Linked DNA regions of Mus musculus: regions 2, 3 and 4 are each linked to region 1. A link is a contact called in public ChIA-PET and capture Hi-C data. All regions are on one chromosome and are shown on one strand. The core of a region is the stretch at or near the end of the contact, and the rest is flanking DNA. Distances in the headings are between cores, read along the strand shown.

Region 1 (2,766 bases), core at 126-2,625:
TTTAAAAACAAAACAACAAACCAAAGGAAAAGGTCTATGCTGGAAACACAAATGCACATATAGACACACTCGGGCAGGGTTTAATGTTTCTTACTAATCTGAATATCTTATTTCCGAAGTAAAAATCTTCTAGAAGAAGAGTTTTTAACTAAATAATATTTTAAAACTCAGGTATTTTAAATTTGTAGTAATCAGTAATATTCATTACCTCTGTTTAACAATACAATGATAACAAAAGCAAGACTCCTTTCTGATTTTGAAAGTGAAATAATACTTTGGGTGGTTTAAATAAGGATGGTCCCCACAGGCTCATATATTTGAATACTTAGTTACCATGGGGTGACACTACTTAGGAGGTGTGGCCTTGCTGGAGGACCAGGTGCTCTCAGCTTCTTTTCCAGCACCTGCCTGCATGCTATCACACTCCCCACCATGAGCATAATTGACTAAACCTCTGAGACAGTACGGAAGCCCCTCATTCCAAGCTTTCTTTCAGAAGAGTTGTTTTGGCCATGGTTCACAGCAACAGAACACTGAGACACACTTATCTACTTTAAAAAAGACTGCTTTTCCCTTGTAAGCTATTGTCACTAAAAGTCATCTAGCATATAACACAAAAAATTGTGTTTAAGAAAATGAAAAAGGGGGATGGAGAGATGACTCAGCAGTTAGGAGCATTGGTTGCTCTTCCAGAGGTCCCCGAGTTCAATTCCCAGCAATCATGCGGTGGCTTGCAACCAATTACAATGGGATCTGATGCCCCGTCTTCTGGCACATAGGTATAATTGCAGATAGAGCATACATACATAAAACAAATAAATATCTTAATTAAAAAAAAAACATGAAAAAAGGTCATTTTACTACTGTAATCCAAGGATGGTACCTAGTTTCAAAAAAATAGTAACTATTCTATCATTAATCCAATACAAAATTTAAAATATGTGCAGATAATTCTGTTTCCATGAGGGCTTTGGTTGGACCTGACTGAGGATGAAATATACAATCTGATTTTTTAGGAGGCACTATTTTAAATTGCTGTCCACGAAAAGCTAGTGCTTTCTATTCTTTTCTCAAGGATAATAGTACATTACATAACTAACTTATGTAATATATTATTCTTGAGAAAGGATTAATATCTAATTAATATCTAAGAAGAGTATGCTTCTTAGGAGAAGAAAACCGTGTAGCACACACTTGTTATAAAGTGAGCAGTTTTAAGTACTCAGAGCACTTAGGCCAACACTTATGCCATTCTTTTCGGGCACACTTAAGAGTGCAGGGAAGAACAGGATCTTGATTAGTCCCCACCTCCAGCCTCTTTTGTTCAAGCAAGTCAAGTGTGACAGACAGGACTCTTCTACATACAGGAATCACACACTGAAGCCACTGGCAAGCTGTCTTCCGCTCTTAGCATTTCTGCCTGTTTCCTGCTGCCTTTCCGGACACTGCAAGAAAACCCCAGCTCAAAATCTCACGACATACTTGACATTCTGAGGAAATCCTCTCCATCCAGATGGCCTATCACAAAGCCCATCTAGGCTGACACAAGTAAAACATGCTTAAGACAGTCCCTCTCCTGTCCCTTTGCTCTCTGAGCTAAAAGTTTTCTGCTCATTGATAAAGTGACACAAAGAAGCTGAAGGAGAGCAAGCAAACAGGAAACAGAACTGCCTCAGGCCACAGAGACAGCTAACAGACGTGATTGCCACAGCCATGCGCTGGCTTGAGGCTGGTTGGAGGCTTGGGTGCTTCAGCTGCTCCTCATCCACAGCTTCAAATCCAAACCCAAGTTCTCCTTCTTCTGAAACTGCAACACAGTACCATTTCTATAAATACCACTTCAGAAGTACAAAAGTGATCATTTTTTTGGGTAGGAAATAAAAATAAACACTGTGCGTGCAGTGGCAGGTCACACTTCCTTCTTCCTTTTGCTTTTGTTTAAAATGAAACCCACTTGGAGCATAAAGAATAATCACTTTTCATTAATTTTAAAACCTAAATATTTAGACTATATATGATATAACCATTTCACTAATAAACATAATTAAGTCATTTTCAAAATTATTTTAAAATGTTACAAGCTATAGTAGTATCAATTAATCTATAAGATAAAACAATTCACGACTGCTTGTATACACTCATTTTAAACCATTGATGCTGACAAGTAACGTAAAGTCAGAGATATTTCAGTCTGTCTCACACCATGTAAAGCCAGGTGACAATGAATATAATGGTTTTTTTTTCATGTGAGAGGCTGTTATTACAGAGGCACCTCTGAAGGGGGGGGGGGAGTGGTGGTGAGGGGAAGAAGTGAGGAAGGGAGAAAGAGTTACAATGTATTTTTTGTGTGAGCACTTCTGAAGTCAACTAAACAACAGATTCACAAAAAAGTATTGAAGGTGGCAGAGGATTTTCTTCAATTTGTTACTTTAAAACTTTGTATTTACAAAAAACCTATACCAACCCAAAATAAACACAAGTAATATGACTGCTATAAACACATTCACACACAAAAAAATAGTTAATAAATGAACCGTAACCCAAACGGAACATGCAGAGCTGTGAAGGAGAGGAGACTACACAGGATCAATGAATCTGTAAGCTGATAGAAGTGGAATGTGGAAAACCACCTACATTTATTTCCAATAACCTTGTGGGAAAGTGGGAGCCTTTAAAAGAGTATTCTACAATAAGAATTCAGAAAGCAACTGTTCTGATTAACAACTGGTACAGATCATCAATAGGTAAGCAATGGAGAGACTAATG
Region 2 (2,766 bases), core at 144-2,643, 450 kb before region 1:
ACTGACTTCTGTAGTTCACTCCCTTTCAGTTCTCCCAAGAATTGTGAGTCCTGGAGGGTAGGTGGTCCTTGCCTTCCCCTCTTCCTCCTACGTTTCCTGCCCCAGGGCAACCTTGGCTGAGGAGCCTCTAGTCTGGCAGGCTCTGGGGTGGGTTTGAATGTGCTTGGCCTGGGGAGTGGCACTATTAGGAGGTGTGGCCTTGTTGGAGGAAGTGTGTCAGTGGGGTTGGGGAGGACTTTGAGGCCCTCCTCCTAACTGCCTAGAAGACAGACTGCTCCTGTCTTCTTTTAGAACAAGCTGTAGACCTCTCAGCTCCTTCTCCAGCACCATGCCTGCCTGGGATGCTGCCATGCTTCCCGCCATGATGATAATGGACTGAACCTCTGAACCTGTAAGCCAGCCCCAGTTAAACTTTGTCCTTTATAAGAGGTCTTGGTGTCTCTTCACAGCAATAAAACCCTAAATAAGACAGACACCTAGGACCATCTTCACCTGTAAAGGTCTTCACATGTGGGTGGCTTAAAACATGCAAGGGTGGGGATTGTAGGTTTATGGTGACATCCATCTGTAATCCTAGTACTGAGGTAGAAGGATAGAGTTTGAGGCTAGCCTGAGCTACATAGCAACCTGCCCAACATTCTGGGTCACAAAGTGATTTCTTGTCTCAAAAACAAAAACCAAATAATAAAATATAAACAAGACGTGTGAGGGGACAGGGACATTCTGAAGCTCCATGGCAGAGTTTGCCTAGCACACTAAAGACTCTGGTTCAATTCCCCATGGAGGGGTAAAGAGCTCACTCAGACCAGTGCTGGACACCTCATTCCTGCCCACTACTACTAGGCGCCAGGGCTGCCGAGCTGGACCAGGCCTCAGCTGCAAAGCAAGGTGAGGACAGGGTATCTCAGGTCTAGCCAATCACATCTGCAGGACTGGGCCAGACCTCCGTGCTCCGGAGGAGACTGGATGCAGCCTGTTCATTGCCTCCTGTGATGGCCTCTGTGTGCTCCTGTTGCCTTCAGTCCTCCTTGTGCTCAAAGTCTCCGATTTTCAAACCTTTATTCTCCCAACACAATGTTTCTTTAGAGGCAGGGCAGAAGAAGAAACCCGAAAAGCTGAAAGCCCAGCGTCCTGCATCTTACATGGGCCCAGTAGGTACCAGAGTCCAGCTTCGGTCCAGAGCAACTAGGTGTTGGGAGGATGCTGGCCATGTCCCAGGAGGCGGGTCTGTTCTTGGGCTTTGATCCCTGCTCCGGCGTGTGTGCAGGGGCAGGGCAAGTAGTCTCAGACTCTAGAGCTGCCCCCTCAGAGTGGCAGGGGATTGCTCAGCTCTTTGACCTCTGGTAACCTAATTAACTAGGTGGCCAACAGGAGACTGCGCAGATCGCAGGTCGCAGATCGCATCACTCCAACCTCCCGATTACCTGGCCACCACGTTGTGGGCAGAAGAGTCCTGCCTGCCGGCCATGGAACGCCGTGTGAGAGTGAAGTCTTGGGTAGAAGAGAATCGGGCCTCCTTTCAGCCTCCGGTTTGCAACAAGCTTATGTGAGTCGCCAGCACCCGGTGACTACAACCCACCCTCTTTCTTACTCCTCTTCCCTCAGCTGTCCCCTCCCCCTCTAACCTTGCGTTCCATCCACTTGGTGCTCTTCTGGGGAGGGTGAAAACGACCTGTTTCTTCTTTCACTACCTCAGTATGTTCCTCTTTCTGGAGACCACAGACTTGTGGCCATGACTTCTGAGACCAGCTTGTGTGTCTCTGAGGCTGTGAGAGATGAGGTGGCAGGGTGTGACATTCCTTCCTTCCGCAGCTGAAAGCACCTTTCCAACCCACTGCCCCCATGCACCTTGGGGAGAACCTGGTGTTCAATGCCCCGGACTAGAACTTAAGGCCTGGAGGCCTAGAACCAAGCACCTCAACCCTTGGCAAACCCCGAAGCTATGGAGTCAGATGAACAATTCTTTGGATGAGGGGGCTTGAATTCCCAATCTTCCTGCTTCTATTTCCCAAGTGCCACAACACCCTGTTTCTGAGGTGCTGAGGGAAGAAGTCAGTGAATGCTAGGCTCCCACTTTTCCAAACGGAGCTGCATCCCTAGTCCTGGGGATTCTTAATTCAGGGCTCAAGGCCAGGACACAAACACCAGACCCACCCAAGTCTCCTCTAACTACAGCACAGACTGCCTCCTTCCCCTCCCCCTCCCCTCCCTCAGTTCCACAGCAGAGCTTCTTGCACCACCTCCACAGACCCGAACTCCCCGTGTCTGTGTGGCTATAAGTTATTTCCAGTGGGCAGTGTCCCAACCCAAATGGCTCCAGACATTTCCACCCCAATGGGAAGACTAGCCAAGTATATCACATCGTCTCCTTGACTTCTCACATAGCCCCCCATGAGTTGGGATTTAATAAGTAACTTTCCCAATGTCACAGAACTAGAGGGGGACAGAGTCCATGAGCAAGCCCAGGAAGAGTTTGACTACAAAGTCCACGCATGCTCTTGGTCACTGCGCAATACCCCCGTAGCTAACCAGGACAGCCCCCCCCCCCCCCCGAGCCTCCTCTCTTCTGCCACTGCTGCTTTCCTGTTTGGAGCTTTACCATTTTTGTCTCTCTTCTCCACGTCTTCCCTGTCTGCTGTCTCTCATTTTCACTCCTCCCAGCCTTCCTCCCTCCAAGCCCGTGGGCATTTCTCTGATTCAGTCCACATCAGCCTGGTTAGAAGCAACTGCCTGCCCAGCCTCCAGGCCTGCTTACCCCCACGCCCA
Region 3 (2,766 bases), core at 200-2,699, 430 kb before region 1:
AGACTCGGGGACATGAAAGCGAGAGTTGAGGCCTGATGTGCCCCCAGCCTCTTCTGTGGTTTTGTAGTGTTGGGGATGGAACTTATGGCCTCCTTATAAGAGCTCTACCATTGAACACCCCCTGCTTCCCCGTTCCCACACCCACCATGCATGTACTCATGTATGTGCACACACACACACACACACACACACACACACACACACACACACTTTTCTTATTTCAATGCAGGGTTTTGCTAATTCACTCAGGCTGGCCTTGAGCTCAGCCTCATCAGCCTTCACTTGGTTCTGCTGTTCTCTCACAGGAGGGCTCCTCTAAGGTGACAATGGGAGGGCAGTGTATAGCCCTGGCCCCAGATGACAGCCTGCTGGTGCCTGCTGGAACCTCGTGAGTATATGCCAGGACTTTCTGAAGCCATGACAATGATGCCCTTTTCCCTGGAACCCTTGGGCTCTGGCCTTGCCTGACTCTTATGTATCTGTGTCCCCACAGGTATGTGTGGGAGCGAGCACAAGGCTCTGTGGCCTTGTCTGTGACACAAGACCCTGCCCGTAAGAAGCCATGGTGGTGACCCTCCTGTGTGCGCCCCAAGCAGCCACAGGGTGCCTGAGTAATGACCTGGTAGCTGCCCATTTCCAGACAGCTCTTTCAGCCTCATTGCATCTCCATGGACATCAGCAGGCCCCTTGAGTGGTTGAGAGCTGTCACTGGCATCAACCCTCCTGCCTAGCTCAGCCCAGGATGCCAGACTCCTAGGACATCAGCAGTCCCCGATCTTCTAACAGCCATAGCCCTACACTGTCCCCATGTGCCCAGCAGCCTGACACTAAGAAATCTCTCAATAAAGGCATCCTGCTGAATGAGTACTTGCGAGTTTTAGGTGGCAGACCTGTGTTCCCCTGTCATGTGTTACTTGGGGACAACAGTTGCCACAGGGAGTTAGAAGGCCTGTTAATGTGTGTCATCACCTCTTGTGGATAGGTGGTTCCCTGTGCATGCAACCCTGATCCACACCCGCTCCGCATCCTGCTTATAAAGCCGCGTGCTTCTTTGTCTCTCCCTCTGTTCCCTGTTCATTCATTTAGTTGTTAACATACTTAAAAATAACAACAAACCCCCACTCTGCTGAGTTTCTTTCTCAACCACAGAAGTTATGTTATGCTAATTATGGAAAACAGAAATACCTCAAACACAGAGTTCCCCACCCCCAGAGGTAATCACTGTCATAGCTTCTACAAGTGGAGGAAAGGCAAGTGGGACATCTGTAGCTCAGAGAAGGACTTCAGCAAGAGGCCTGTAGCACTAAGCCTGCATCTGCACAGAGCAGGCCTTCCTGGGCAGCCTGGGCTCAGGGAGGGACTTCAGTGAGAAGCTGACAATACTGAGCCTGCATCTGCACAGAACAAACCTAGGCTTAGAGGCAGAGCTTCAAGAAAAGGGAACTAGAGCCCAGTCTCCCTGCCCTAGCCTGGTGGCTCACTGCTCTGACACACTCCACAGAAGGTCAAAGGGGACCTGACTTGGCTGAGGGAGCTTTCTGGCCTTGAAGGATATGACATCAGCACCTTCCTATCCCAAAGCTTTTCTATAAGCAAAGAAGGACCACACTGGTGCCTTCAAATGTCCACTGTCCAGGGTGGCCTGGTCCGTGCTTGGTGGCACCAGTGTGTTTCTCTGTCCCAGATCTGGGAAGAGAACATGCCATGTCTAGAGATGCTGGGGGGGGGGGGGGTCAGAACACAGAAGGAATGGCTCCATCTGTCAGGAAAGGACAACCAGGCTTCCTCGTTTTCTCTTCAATGCTCTCCACAAAGGTGACAATAACACCTGATTTTACAGAGGACAATTTTCTTAACATTTAAAATATGCCCCCCCACCACCCCCCAGCCATAGCGAGAAAGCTGTAAATCCCAGCAGCTGCCATTTGAGGTAGGCCAGACATGTAGCTGAATGGCAGAAGGGGAAACGGGACGTGCTTCAGAGACACGTGAGGAAGCCTGGGCTTCTGAGAAGGTTGATTAGAACAGTGGTAGCAAGAGGACGGGAGAGCCGTGCTTCCCTGAAGAAAAGACTTAACAGAGCAATTGGGCCTCAACTCCACAGGCAACCGCAGCACAGATGGGAATTCTGGGAAGGAAATGGCACTGCGTCATCAATGGAAAACGCGTCCCTCCAATCCCCTTAACATGGCTTAACAAACATCTACCTCCCTAGCCACGTTAGCCAAGGAGTTGATTGCCCTTCCCAGCTAGAATGCTAGGTCTCCCCCAAGTCAGAGAGTGCATTTTCTTGACCAGAAGGAAATAGTTTCCCCTAAATGGGCGTTACTGCTACTGTGACGCTGATGATCAGGGTGCCTCGGTGGGGGCCTCTGCTCTCCAGGGCTCTGGGTCTTTCACATGGGATCGAATTCCCTCTCCATAGTCCCCTGGGGTGGGGGTCAATCCATGTTAGACATGTTTGAATCACACAGGTCTCAGGGTCAGAGCCAGGCAGAGGCCCAAGAGAGAGACATTGTGGAGTGGAAAACAGGGGAAAGCAGGCAGGATGGAGGCCAGACAAGAGACAATGGATGCACGTATTTTGAAACCAGTGTGCATGGTGCCTCTACCCACTTCCCACTTTCTGAAAACTCACCAGTGATCTCAGAGGAAAGCCAGATGGCAGGAAGGGCTGTGGGTCCCCTGCCCAGCCTCCAGGTCACCCCTGTCTGTCCCTGGCTGCCTTTCTGTCTGCACTGCCTTCTCCTGCACCTGCCCCCTCCC
Region 4 (2,766 bases), core at 110-2,609, 330 kb before region 1:
TCTTTCCATGGTGCTAAGGTTCACCAGCAGGGCTCTATGCGTGCTGGGGGTGCATACCTGCTGGGGATACACACTGAGCCGCCTCCCCAGACCCTGGAATATTTTCTAGGCCAAATTTGAATGCATTTTTCTGAGAGAACACCTGCCCAGCAGTTCTCTTGCTCTGTAACCTAAAGACTTACTCACACTTTTAAGCCCCATTGAAGACCTCAAGCTTTTATTAATGGACATTATGCCTATCAAGATTTACTGTAAAAAAGAGCAGAATTTCTTTAAAGACTTATTTCTTTTTCTTTCTTCTTTCCATTAACTTATTTATTCATTTTACATCCCTATCACGGTTCCACCGGTCCTGCCAGTGCCCCCTCAAATGGCCCCTCCCTCTTCACCGCTGAGAAGGGGGAGGTCCCTCCCAGGAACCAACCCACCCGGGCAATCTCAAGTCACTGCAGGACTAGGCACATCCACACCCACTGAGGTCAGACAAGACAGCCCAGTTAGGGGAGCAGGATCTACAGGCAGGCAACAGAGTCAGGGGTCCAGTTGCTCCAATTGTTGGGGGACCCACATGAAGACCAAGTTGCACTTCTGCTACATCTGTGTGGGGGGCATAGGTCCAGCCCATGAATGCTCTTCTGTTGGTGGCTCAGTTTCTGGGGGCCTCCAAGGGTCCTAAAGACTTAATAATTATGTATCCAGGAGAATGTGCTCTCAATGCAGGTGCCCACGAGTACAGTGCCTACAACGGCCAGGAGAGGGCGCTGGATCCCTGCGGCTTGAGTTACAGGTCTCTGTGTCCCAATGTGGAAACTGAACTCAGGTCCCCTGCAAGAGCAGTGAACTAAATGCCGAAGTTACTTCTTTAAACTTAAAACAAAAAAAGGAATATGTAGGGTGGGGATGTGCACCTGAGTGCAGGTATCCCTGAAAATGAGCCAGGTCCCCCAGAGGAGAATTACAGATGCTAACAAGCTGCCAAATCCGGTCCTTAATAACAGCAGTGTGTGTTCTTAACCTCGGAGCCTACATTCCAGAATTCATTCAATCCAGAATTTATTTTTGTTTTTTGTTTTTGTTTTTGTTTTTTAATTTCTTGTTTTGTTTTATTTTTGTTTTTGGAGACAGGGTCTCTGTGTAACCCTGGCTGTCCTGGAACTCACTCTGCAATCTAGGCTACCTCGAATACAGAGATCTGCTTGCTTCTGCCTTACAAGTGCTGGGATAAAAGGCATGTGCCACTACATAGAGCCGAAAAATTTTAAGCAAACTACAAGCACACATTCTATCAGCAGGGAAACTGTCACCCTCAAGTGCCATCCGGTCTCTGCAGAACTCCCGGCCTGATGAGCAGCTGGTGCCGGCAAGGTTAGTGTGGTTTTGAACGTTACTCTGACCTCACAGAAGGGAGTGGAAATGAGCAGTCCACGCACAGGAAGTCAGCGGGAAGAGAAGGCCGTCTGAAATGGTCCTTTCACACAGTGAGCTGCCATGACTCATCAGTTCTACAGCGAGTCAGGATCCCATCAGAAATAAGCTACTTCTGCTTTACATTTATTCAAAGAACACTGCATCTGGCAAAGGCTGCCCAGTCTTATAATAAATCAAAATCCATCTGGGATTCTGTAGCCTTAGCGTGCCACCATGCAACTTTCCGCTCGCTGTAAACTGTGAAACTTCAGAAGCGAAAATAAAAGAGCCACAAGTGTCTTAGCTAGGGGTTCGATTGCTGGGACAGAACACCACGGCCAAAGCAACTCGGGAAGGAAAGGGTACCCCAGCTTACTAGGCTCGGTCACACCCACCACTAAAAGAAGTCAGGACAGGAATGCAGAGGGACCTGGAGCAGGAGCTGATGCAGAGGCCATGGAGGGTGCTGCTTACTGCCTTGCTTTCAGGATTTGCTCAGCCTGATTTCTTATAGAACCCAGGACCTCCTGCCTACAGAGGGCTGGGACCTCCCACATCAATTATTAATCAAGAAAATGCCACAAAGGCCAATCATTTTCCCAATTGTGGTTCCCTCGTCTCAGGTAACTCTAGGTGTCAAGATGACAACAGACAACCAGCACAAGAAGTAGCCTTCCTCTCCAGCTCACTCCCAGCCCCGTCCTCCCAGAGCATCCTCCTCCTGAACTCACTCCCAGCATGGTCCTAGGGCTTCCTCCTCTCAGCTAACCACCAGCACTGCTCTCGCAAAACATTACCGTCCTGAATTTACCAGCACTGTCTTCCCTAAGCACAGTCGAGCATTTCTTCCCATAATAAACTACGTAAAAAGGATCCACATGCCTGTAATCCCACCACTCTAGAGACCTAGGCAGGAAAGACTTACGTGAGTTCAAAAACAGCCATAGTGAATTCCAGAGTAGTCAGGACTACAATTTCCAGTACCCAAATTTAGACCCAAATCCACAAAGTTGTCCTGACCACCACGTAAGCAACATGGTACACACATACAAATAAATAGATATTAAAATTTTAAAATAGGGTCGGGGGTACTGAAGTGGGGGAGTAAGAAGGGTGATACAGAAGGAGAGAGGAGGGGACATAAACACTAAGGACATTTGAAAGATATTCTTTTGTAAGCTTACTTAATAATACCTACATCATGTGTATGTGTCCCTATCCGTGTGTGTGTGTGTGTGTGTGTGTGTGTGTCCATGTATTTATGTTGCATATACATCTATACTTTTATTGTTACAGGGTGATAATATTCTCCCAGGAGCCATAGACTAATAAAAATCCCAGTGACAGACATGGGACACC

The links. ChIA-PET counts read pairs in DNA pulled down with a chosen protein or histone mark. Capture Hi-C pulls out chosen DNA fragments and counts their contacts.
Region 2: an RNA polymerase II ChIA-PET map of effector CD8 T cells shows a contact between it and region 1, with 9 read pairs. The contact joins the promoter of Haao here to the enhancer-like site in region 1. A contact is called at or near these places in 9 of 39 promoter capture datasets (the 3T3-L1 cell line, the C10 cell line, the HPC-7 cell line and 5 more), 2 of 484 Hi-C or Micro-C datasets (both in embryonic stem cells), 6 of 115 datasets of contacts at active chromatin or transcription factors (the HPC-7 cell line, effector CD8 T cells, embryonic stem cells and 3 more) and 2 of 9 other capture datasets (embryonic stem cells and liver).
Region 3: a capture Hi-C map of embryonic stem cells shows a contact between it and region 1, with 3 times the contacts expected there. The contact joins two enhancer-like sites. A contact is called at or near these places in 2 of 115 datasets of contacts at active chromatin or transcription factors (embryonic stem cells and large pre-B cells) and 1 of 9 other capture datasets (embryonic stem cells).
Region 4: an RNA polymerase II ChIA-PET map of memory CD8 T cells shows a contact between it and region 1, with 18 read pairs. The contact joins two enhancer-like sites. A contact is called at or near these places in 1 of 484 Hi-C or Micro-C datasets (LSK cells) and 2 of 115 datasets of contacts at active chromatin or transcription factors (large pre-B cells and memory CD8 T cells).

Annotation. Positions count from the first base shown.
Region 1 is chr17:83,396,555-83,399,320 of GRCm38.p6, reverse strand. The region is part of intron 1 of Eml4 (echinoderm microtubule associated protein like 4); the gene reads right to left. Among named protein-coding and RNA genes, the nearest start is that of Eml4, 47 kb to the right of the region's middle. Within about 2 kb of position 1,375, at least 147 of the 459 cell types and tissues checked have an H3K27ac peak or open chromatin away from gene starts, as enhancers often do. A contact at or near this core is called in the HPC-7 cell line, effector CD8 T cells, liver and 3 more, where this site is marked.
Region 2 is chr17:83,845,417-83,848,182 of GRCm38.p6, reverse strand. It overlaps Haao (3-hydroxyanthranilate 3,4-dioxygenase), which reads left to right and starts at 1,393. Exons shown (of 10, transcript NM_025325.2): 1 at 1,393-1,546. The coding sequence starts at 1,467.
Region 3 is chr17:83,829,449-83,832,214 of GRCm38.p6, reverse strand. It overlaps Haao (3-hydroxyanthranilate 3,4-dioxygenase), which reads left to right. Exons shown (of 10, transcript NM_025325.2): 9 at 306-388; 10 at 494-861. The coding sequence ends at 572. Among named protein-coding and RNA genes, the nearest start is that of Gm41637, 4.2 kb to the right of the region's middle. Within about 2 kb of position 1,449, at least 98 of the 459 cell types and tissues checked have an H3K27ac peak or open chromatin away from gene starts, as enhancers often do.
Region 4 is chr17:83,730,999-83,733,764 of GRCm38.p6, reverse strand. All of the region lies in intron 3 of Mta3 (metastasis associated 3), which reads right to left. Among named protein-coding and RNA genes, the nearest start is that of Mta3, 26 kb to the right of the region's middle. Within about 2 kb of position 1,359, at least 228 of the 459 cell types and tissues checked have an H3K27ac peak or open chromatin away from gene starts, as enhancers often do. A contact at or near this core is called in memory CD8 T cells, where this site is marked.